2 separate regions of the Gossypium hirsutum genome follow, and region 2 is linked to region 1. The links are chromatin contacts, called in public Hi-C maps. All regions are on one chromosome and are shown on one strand. Each heading gives the region's core, a stretch centred on a gene start, on an enhancer-like site or on the middle of the called end of the contact. The rest is flanking DNA. Distances are from core to core; before and after follow the strand shown.

Region 1 (5,277 bases), core at 1,657-4,156:
AAGATTTCTTCGGTTTCCGACTGTTGAATATCTTGGTATAAATGTTCTTGGTTCTAATTGCCAGCAAAACATCCAACCCAAATCCAATAAGGGAGGCCATAGCCATTACGATAAACACGAGGCCGTAACAATGGGCTCCCACACAGGTATTCCCACCTCCTGGTGTTGGAGTAGCTTGTGCATCATATAGGTAGCCAGCAAGCAGGCCAGAAAAGAGGAAAGAACCTATGGGAAGATTGAGGATTAAAATGTTGTAGAGCAGACCGTAGTATTTGAGACCGAATAGTTCCGAGGCAACCGGGACGGTCACTGCTAGACGGACTCCGTAACACATGCCAACAACAATTGAACCAATGTAAAGGCAACCAGGCAATGCCAATGCCATGAGAAGGAGCCCAACCGCCATCAAGATCTGAGATGCTGCATTCCAAAGTGGCCTAGGAGTTCCTGCTTTCCTGTTTGAAATCAATGCACATGGAATATAGATCTTATTAGGCATCATTATGAGCCAAGTGAAAACTAGTCCCTATCAAGCCATCCAAATTGGCCAACCCTGCCATGACCTCATCTACATTGTCCATTTGCAATATTAGTTCACCTACTTTGCAACCAACACTCAGCTTCAATCATTCTAAGATTTTACATTGAAACCTAAACCACATATACTATTGTTATAACTAATCAATGACAGCATTAAGGCATTAATATGATGCATGTTTCATCTATTTATTGATCAAAATGCATTTAACCCCAACATCCATTAAAGCAACAAAAGCTGTCTAATCACAGTATTAATTGAGGGCAAAACATTCTTTTTTTTTTTTTTTTGCTTCCAAAAGTTGGAAACTTATTAAATTACGTAACAAGCAAAACAAACAGCAACAGCATTTCGTGTACAACTCAAGTTGAAAAACCAAACCACAAGCGGATTCAAATCAAGGTTTCTTAACCAGAAAGAAAACGTAAACCAGTTTTTTTTTTTATTAATAAAAATAAATTATGCAGTTTTGCGGCTCAAAGCACAAAATATTGCCCCTCAAGAAAAGAAAAAAACCAAACCATACTTATTAAAATGATGATAGAGATGTAGCAGTTTATATATTGCTAAAATCATACATATCTAAGACTCCAACAGATATTTAATAAAAGATAGTTAAGATCATCGTTAAGTAAATTTTAAAAGAAAATATTTTTCTTACATAAAATGTTTTCTTGTGGTTTATTTTTTAAAACCTGTATGTGATGTTTGCATACATTTGACGAAATTAAACATTTTTTTTTTAAAAAGTAAAAAGACAAAATGTCTTCCATGTTGTTGTTATGAACTCATCGATCAAATCAAAGTATATGGAAAATAATAAAAAAATAAGGGTATCAAGTTGCATATTACTAATAATAAACCGATGTCGACCTGAATCAATCAATAAATCAATATCCACCAACTAAAAGTACAAGATCCTAAACAAAAAGTCACAATCAAGCAAAAGTTAAGGTTTTTGGCAACAACAAAAAATAATAATAATAATAAAATAAAAGGAACAAGTTGAGGTTAAGGGCAAGAAATGGAAGAAGCTTACTTGAGAAAGTACTCGGAAACAGAGCCGGAAATGATTCGGCCAAAAAAGCCCCAAATACTGGTCAATGAAATGAATATTGAAACGTCGGCGTGACCCAAGGCTAACCCGATCTGTGCCATGTTGTTTATCACCGCCATACCTGTTCCCACCCCACAAAGGAACGATATGAACGATACCCAAAAGTCCCATGTCTGCATCGCCTCCATTATCGTGTGCTCCTCTCCTATCACCGGTTTTGTCTTTTCCACTAACACCGTCGCGTCATCCGCCGAAGCTGCTGCTGCCACTTCGGTAATGATCTCCTTTGTCTCCGACGGCGGCGACGTAGTTTCCTCTTTCAGCAACGGTTGTTGTCGCTCCATGTCAGCTTCGAACCCGACCAAGCGCCAACTCTTTACAAAAGCATATATCGGGACCGCCAACGGACTAGCTAATAAAATGAGAAGTATAACCGCGAAAACCAGCGAAAACACTTGATTGGTTGAACCGATGAGGTCGTAAGTTAAAAGATAAACAGCGACGACGACGGCGACTATGTTGAATATTGCGAAATAGCGCGCTTCTTCCTTCTCTGCAGCGACGGAAGTAGATTGGGGGATTTCACGGAGGAATAAGACGGCGACAAGGCAAACAGCAAAAGGGATGACGGCAAGCATGACGAGGAATCGTGCTGGGTCATCGGAGAAGAGGGCAGAGCATAAGTCTGTGAAGATAGCGGTGCTGAGACCGACATACCCTTTTAAGATTCCGGAGACCGGACCACGGTTTCTCCGGAAGTTGCGGATGCAAGTGACTAACACGGCAGTGTTCATCCATGTGGTGCTGTTGCCTCCCAAGCACATAAATATACACATCTGCCAGTAAGGAAGTGGTTGGATTTTCTGACTGACGACAAGCCATTGAGCACCATACCCAATCAAGCCTTCAATGGCACCAATAAGGAGGATGACGGGAGTGGGCAAACGATCAGAAGCAAGACCGGCAAGGAGACCAAAAGCCTTACCAACATCTTTAGCCACTGACAAATTGTTAAGCTGAAGCTGGGTAAGGTTCATAAGCGTCTTGATGGCATCAGAGTAGTTTGAGAAAGTGTAATTATTGCCTGAAATGGTCTGCACCCATACTGCAGATACGAAGCCTAGCCATTTCCAGGCACTGAACGTGTGACTTTCTCGAATCCCCATCAGAAAAAGCTCGCCGACAACCACTACACTTTGAACGGTCGGTGTGGGATGGATTTTTAAAGTTTTCAGAGCTCGAAATTTAGAGCCTTTCTGTATTTGTGACTTGCGGCCTTGCTTGGTTATTTAAAAGAGTAAAAGTTTGGACCCATCTGTAGAATCCGTAGGCTTCGGTTAATTAAAAATAATAATAATAATAATAAATTATACTCTCAGTAATTCAACTTTGACTTTTATGAAAAAATATTTATTTAATTTTTAATTCAGTTCAAAAAATAACAAATCAGTTTTATTAACTATTTTTCATTACAAATTAACGGAAAATTAAAGTGGTATTTAATCAGTCACGCTAGAGTTTATGTTATCATTTAAACAATCCCAATAAAAATAAAAATCCAAACTGGGCATTAGAAAGAGAAGAAGAAAAGAAAATCAAAATTAAATGACTATTATCAAAAATTAAAATTTTTTTCAATTTCTTTATTTGTCTCTCTATGTTATATTTTTCTCTCTATTTCTTTTTAGAACAATCCATTCATCCAAAAAACTAATACAATTGTTAACAAATCCCTAGAAAGAGGAAGATAAAGTTTCTTCCAACGATCATGAAGAGAAATTAGAGGGGAAATCCAAATATTCTTTTATTGTTTTTCCCCAATTTTAATTCTTTAATTTCATGAAAGTTGTATTATTTTTGTTTGCTTTCTTGTTTTGTATCAAACAATTATTTTTACCTTCTTATTTCCTTTCTCATTTGAAAAAAAAATTCTTTTAATTATTTGACTTCTTTTTTAAAATTGAAGTGTTCCATTTTGGAATTAGGGTTTACTTTTGGGTTGTTGTTGATTTTTGTTTTGTTTGATTTTTTATCTTTAATTTCAAACGAGTATAATGGATGTGGTTTGATGGTAAAGTTTAATGAATATAATACAACTCAAACATTCAACTTCAAAATCAAACTCTACCAAATGAGATTATTCTAGATATAGAATACAAAAATAAAAAAATAATAATAATAAAGAAAGAGGGGAAAAGGAAGGAGGGACCAGCTTTAGAAGAAGACCTTTCTGCTCCTCATGTCCAACATGACAGGTTAACTGGCCAGGTCAGTTACTCTATTAGGCCTATAATGGAAAATGTTAACGGGAGATTGATTTGTCACTTTTCGATAAAGTTAGTGATAAATTTGTTATGTTTTGAAAGTATAGCGATTGAATTGAAAGTTGAGTGGTTGTTTTGTCATTAAGATCAAAGTTGAGTGATTGTTAGTATAATTTACCCTTAAAAATCTACAAGTTATTAGAAAAAAAAACTGGTTAGGCCATCTTTGAAAAGAAAAAAAAGCTGGTAGGAGATTTTTATTATTTTCTGTTCACAACAATTTTTCTAATAAAAAAAAGTGGAAAAGAAAGCTATTAATTTTTTCTTTTCTTTTTTCCAATAAAAAGAATTTTGATTTTTGTGGAAAATAAAACTAGAGTTATTTGCATAAACATCCCTGAATTACAATTTATATTTTAAATTGATTTTTAAACTTTAGGGTATTATATAATTTTGCCATCCTATTACTAGCCATCAAATTTTGACTTAAATGTTAGCTTAGATCTAATATTATTAAAGATATATTAAATAATTAATATTTTTAAACACTTCAAATCTATAAAGTTGAAGTTCAGACCAACGGTATAACCAAATTGAAATAATACTGGATTTAATAAAATATTAAAAATTTAGGAAACATTTTTTGAATTAATTAATAATTTTGAGGATGTGAAAGGGTGCTCGCTTTTGTTTGGCTCCACAACATACAGGCGTACGGTTCGCTATTTGTTTTCACTTGCCGCTGAAATGGACGGTCTGCACTTAGAGCTGATCATGGGCTGGGCGGCCCGGCCCGACTCGAAAAATTGGAGGGTTTAGGTAAAAATATAGGCCCGAAAAATGGGTTTGGGCAAAAAAATGAGGTCCGTTTAGAAAATGGGCCGGGCCTCAGGTAAGGGTTTTTTGGCCCGGGCCCGGCCTGGCCCGGCTTGAATTATATATTAATATATATTTTTATTTTATTTTTAATTATTTTAATTTTTTAATATAACCATTTTTTATTATATTATTAATTTGTGTATTGTTTTAAGAATTATTTTAGTATTATTTTTATTTGTTTTAATATTTGTTTTTATGTTTTTAAATATATTTGATTTATTATATTTTTAAACTTTTTTTATTTAATGAAATAAAAAAATTTTAATTTGGGCCGGGCCGGGCTCGGGCTTAGTAATTTTATTTCGGGCCAGGCTTGGGCAAAATTTTAGGCCCATATTTCGGGCCGGGCTCGGGCCTAGTAGATGGGCCTAAAAATTTATGTGGGCCCGGCCCGAACCCGGCCCGGCCCGGACCATGATCACCTCAATCTGCACTGCAGGAGCTGGTGTTAGATATTTTATTTTTGGGTAAATTACTCCCAACTTCATTAAATTATTACTAAATTTACGTTTTAGTCATTCAATTTCAAAAACTTATCA
Region 2 (5,328 bases), core at 826-3,325, 280 kb after region 1:
CTCAATTGAGAAAGAAAAAGTTGTTATACTGTCACATGAACCAACCTACATACATCACAATAGTTTGAAAAATAAAATGAGAAACCTATATCTTCTTTTTTTATAAAGGGTAAGCATCGGTTAGGATTTGAATTTGAAATTAAGTATTGTGTGACTATATCCATGAGAAATACATACGTATATATATATTAATTATGAAAGAAATATAAGAGAAGAATCTCCCTCCTTCCCTCACTGCTAATAAACATTAGATCATAACAACAAATAAAGCCACCCTTCTGAAGATTTGATCATTTCTTTTTATTGGAAAAGAGAGGTAAAAACAAATGTGTAAAGGGACACCTTCCATGTTCTCTTCAAAGTTGAAGTGATTAGCATTGAAAGAAGAAGAAGGTTTTATATCTCAATAAATGCATAAACATTCACCAACAACAATGATCATCTATACTACTAATATATGCATATATAATGTGATATAATAATCATACAAATTGGAAATAAAAAAGAGAAATGAAAGAGATTTTAAAACTAATAACAATGATCTCCTTGTCATTTCTCTCCATTTTTCTTTTTTTGGGGGGGGGGGGGAGGGAGTTGAACTACATAGTTAAAAATCCAAATTTTCACTCTATTATTTCATTTCCAAACTTCTATATTCCAAGATACCAGCTTTCAAGCCTAAGAAATCATAACCACTGCTGTTGTTGCTGTTGCTGTGGCTACTGCTACTGCTGCTGCTACCAGCAGCAGTAGTAATGGTGCTGCAAGTGCAATCTTTGCTGTTTTTAACTCCCAAGCTGCAAATAAAACAAAGAGTTCTTCCTCCAGTTTTGAATGACTCTGGTTGGGTTTGCTGGTAATAAGGAGGGCTAATTCTGAGGTCCAAATTCAAGTCCGGACACCTTTCTTGAACTGGGATTCTCTTTTCAGCTTTGGTGATAAATCCAATAGGGTTATTATTGCTGTTAGTATTAATCTTCTCTTTCTCTTCTTTGGCACCACTGAAAGATATTGTTGTTACATCCTGAGAAGCCTCATTGAGTGGTCTGTGAGTTGCTGGATCAATACCTCTGCTCAATAGCTTCCTTCTTATATGCGTGTTCCAGTAATTCTTTATCTCATTATCTGTTCTTCCTGGTAATCTCCCAGCTATAAGAGACCACCTATAAAATTCAAGGAATCCCCCATAAAAAACCAATCAAAATTTCAAGCACCACACACTAACAAAGTTGAATATATCATCTATCTATATATATACAACACTTACTTGTTACCAAGAAGGCTGTGCAGCTTGATAATGAGCTCATCTTCTTCTTCAGTGAAATTGCCACGTTTAAGATCAGGTCTTAAGTAATTGATCCAACGAAGTCTACAACTTTTGCCACAGCGGAGAAGGCCAGCAGCTTTAGGGAGTGAACGCCAGCAACCTTCACCATGGGCTCGGATGTAAGCTATGAGGCGATCATCTTCTTCTTTAGTCCACGCACCTTTGTTCGTATGAGCTTTCTCACAACAAGGAGACCTTCCCATAATTCAGTAACACAAAGAAACCTTTTTCAACTTGTGGAAACTAGCAGCACTAGTAGCCTACGTTTGCAGTTTTTCAATACTATACAAACTAGTATAAAATATACTATGATATCATATATATGTGCGTGTATATATTATATTTAGAATCTAGGAGAAGTAGTAAGGGTGGAAAATGAAATGGAGGCCTTGTTTTTTGTGTTGCAGGAACATTGAGGCCGGCCCTTTGAGAGCACTTTAGATGCTTTTTTATATAGCCTTTTGACTATTACACACACACACAACCAGAAAGAGAAAGAGCGCAGTGACCCTAATTTTAGCTTCTAGATGTGAGTTGGTGAGACAGGTTTGAGGGGAGTGGCTGGTAGCCTCTCTCTTGATGATATTAGCATCAATCATATATAATAAGTTAAAAGGGATATATATTAACTGTAGGTAACCTTTAGGTAGGTGTAAAGTAAGGTATTAAAGCATGGGTAGGACAAAGTGTGATCTCTGCTCTCTCCCACCCCATTCTTTTTCTATAATAGTTTTTTTTCCCTACCTTTGGCCCTTTGTCTAAACCTGTACTACTTTAGATTAATAATTTAGTTAGCTTTCATAATCTTTCCCCCAACTCAAATTAGACAACATGTACCAGAGTACATGTTCAACTTAAATATTTTATCATGTTGTTGGAACTAACATCCATCCTTACCAAAGGTTTTCCGGATTTAAATCTCAATATCTATCTATCACACTTTTTTTTCTTTATTAACCGGTGTGATCTCTTTTGTAATTGAAAAAGAATTAGAAAGAGAGTGCTATGACTCAAAAGTCTGAATACTATAAGATTAAAGAACCTTAACTATAATATTAAGCTCCATTACAGAATTATTTTTGTGTAAATATATGACACTAAATGTTGTCCAGTTGACTAGTTTTGGTTTACAAGAAAAATCAAATCTTGAAGCTGGAAGTATTTTTTATATGTTGGTGGGAAAACATATATATATATATATAAAAGGTTGCTATATTAGTGAAATGGAGTGGTGGATAGGATATATTAGTGAAGAAATCATGAAATAGGGTGGTAGTTGTGGATCTTTATTCTATTGGTATACCATCATCATGCAGGAGAGAGAAAAGGGGGGTGGTTCTAGAAGACTTGGAGGTTGGGGTTCAGGGGCAGGATGATGATGAAAGAAAAAGGGAGAATAGGGAAAAGATAAATACTCTAAAATAAGTCTAATATTATATGAGTGTGGTTGTGGTTGTCTTTGTTTGTGGGCTTTGGTTCACCTTCCACCTTCCACTTTCCTTTTTATTTCTTTTTGGTTCTTCCCCCCAAACCTTGTGGTTTAAGTTTAGGCAACAAATGGGCAGCAGTGAGGTTAGGGATGGGAAAGGTTGATTCTTTTTTTCACCCTTTTTGTTGTTTTCTATCTTTCCCTCTCCAATTTGCATACTGATATTTGTCACCCACCACCACTCATAACAAAACTCTCCCCCCCCTCTCTCTCTCTCTCATCATGAAATTCAAGTGGATGGTAAGAGCTAAGGATGATGAGAACAAGTTGTTTTTAGGACTGGGGGAGAGGGGGAGATTTCACCTACTTTTTTCACCTTTCTGACTGTCCTTGCAACTAGTCCAATACCTGGCCTTATTTGTTGTTCAACTATACGGGGATGGGGGAGGGGGGGACAGACAGGGTCACCATTTAAGATTTTTATTTTTTTTCTACTTTTATTATCTTTATTTTTAACTAAAAACCCACCTATGCTTATCCATTTTGTTTTGTTTCTCAACGTTTGAACAAACAACAAATTGAATTTTACATCATAAGGGGAAAAAAGAAAATTAAGAATGGGCTAAAAAATGATGGATCAAAACATTTACCTACACGCATTAATTGAATGGTGCCTAACCTGTTTCAATCAGACGGCGCACATCATGATCGCAATCAGTTAGGTTGGCTTTTTAACCAAGTCATTTTCCTAACCCAAGCAATCCCAATCTCCCACACCGCACAACCACATGACCGACTGTCCTATGACTTTAAAAGATAAGACTCCTAAAAGAGAATTCAGAATTGTTTGATTATTAACAAACCCCCAAACAAAAGAGAATTTAAAAATAAAATAAAAAATTGATAGGGATTTTAATTTTATAACTACATGATTGGTTAAGGTCCTAAAAATGGGGTAAGGGGTTTAGGTTAAGGATTGCAATAATCAGATTGTGGTGACCATCACAGCAGAACGTGGATATCATGTGCTTAGGTATTGAGTTTGAACAAAAACTTTATGAATAAGAAGAGCTGTCCAAAAAGTGGCTCTAGACCCTTACGTTACCTACCTACCTACCTTTTGGCTGCCCCCACCATGTGGGACTCTTTTAACCTTAGTGGAAGGTCTGTTTCAGATGTCCAAACTTCACACCTTACCTCAATTTCCCTTTATTTTTCGTGTAATTATCCATACAGGCAGTGCAGACCTGGTTGCAACTTGCGGTCCTTGTTTTCATTATTGGCCCCTCCCTCCTGCCAGGGAAGTGGTGGCTCGTTTCCAGTTGAAACAACATGAAAATAAAAGCAACAACAGAAAGGGTTTGTAACATAAATGTCATGGATTGAAGTGGATCAGGGGCGTCATCTTTGTGTTTGTTATTTTGTTCAAATGGGACAACTTTTGTATGTTCATCTTTTACATAAATAGCTAGCCAGATTATTGGGCTAAAGTTCTGCTAATCTGACAATGGAATAATTATAATGCATGTTTTGTTCTACAACGACTTGAGTAAACTAGCTTCACATCATTCTTTTGCCAACCTCATAAATGTAGCTAACGATCACAACGGCTGCGGCAACCGCAACCCCAACGGCACTCTGTGCCAATATGATGCTGTCCTTTGCAACCGGATTGGATCGAGAGGAACTAGGATCAAACCCAAGTTCTGAAAGCCTCTTATGAGATTCTGCATAATCTCTAAAGAATGCATCCTCATCCTGCCAAATACCATGAAGGTTGTAGGAGTATGCATATAATATAAGTAAAAGGATTCAAAGGGGTAATAATAGCTTAATTAAAGAGAATACCATAATCGAGCATTGGATGATGCCGACAAACCACTTTAATCAATTTAACCACGTACTGAAAACATATTAATTTGCATAATCTCTTTGTCCACCTGAAAAGATGCCTACAGCTCGTTGATAGCGGTTGGCACTAGACAGTGTTTCACCCAATTTGGCTAACATTAGACTAGAGTCACGCAGAAACATCATATATACACAACTAATTGCTAATTTAAAAGCACAGGCTAGAATCATGCTAGTAAGTGGTAAGCAAAGTGTCCTTATTGCAAACCCCACTTGAAGCAAGGTTGAACCAGTTAGATGAAATAATTACCCGCTCAAATATTGGTTCAACCTTAATCTAATAATTTCAAGTAGGTATGCAAGATAGGCTCTAGGTAAGATTAGGACATTTCTACCAGTGCACAAGTGGCTCAAACAGAACAGTAAAAGAAACATCAAGTTCTACCAAGAACAAGGTCTACCACAAATCAGATATAAAACCATATTAAGCACTCGGGCAATAAAATATCATCATTGCAAAGTAACAAGGAAAATAATTAGGCATAAGTATTATTAAATAATGTCTCAAAGAGGCCTCATAAAATGATGAACATGCAATGAACAAACAATAAAAAATAAAATGATGTTTATGCTAGACAATTGGCAGCCACCTAGTTGTAGTTTTACCTTTGCGTAGAGCTCTACATACTCTCGGAACTCAGGGTAATCCATCAAAGCTATG

Evidence for each region. Hi-C and Micro-C count contacts between places; a contact is called where the count stands out from the background.
Region 2: a contact with region 1 is called in a Hi-C map of leaf, with 2.6 times the contacts expected there. The contact joins the promoter of LOC107916774 here to the promoter of LOC107916749 in region 1. A contact is called at or near these places in 5 of 34 Hi-C or Micro-C datasets (callus and leaf).

The regions. Positions count from the first base shown.
Region 1 is chrA01:105,964,441-105,969,717 of Gossypium_hirsutum_v2.1, forward strand. It overlaps LOC107916749 (protein NUCLEAR FUSION DEFECTIVE 4), which reads right to left and starts at 2,907. Exons shown (of 2, transcript XM_016846115.2): 1 at 1,578-2,907; 2 at 1-455. The coding sequence starts at 2,761.
Region 2 is chrA01:106,244,454-106,249,781 of Gossypium_hirsutum_v2.1, forward strand. It overlaps LOC107916774 (myb-related protein 308), which reads right to left and starts at 2,076. Exons shown (of 2, transcript XM_016846145.2): 1 at 1,268-2,076; 2 at 378-1,163. The coding sequence starts at 1,530. The coding sequence ends at 632. It overlaps LOC107916997 (L-ascorbate peroxidase 3), which reads right to left. Exons shown (of 9, transcript XM_016846385.2): 8 at 5,274-5,328; 9 at 4,139-4,514. The coding sequence ends at 4,317.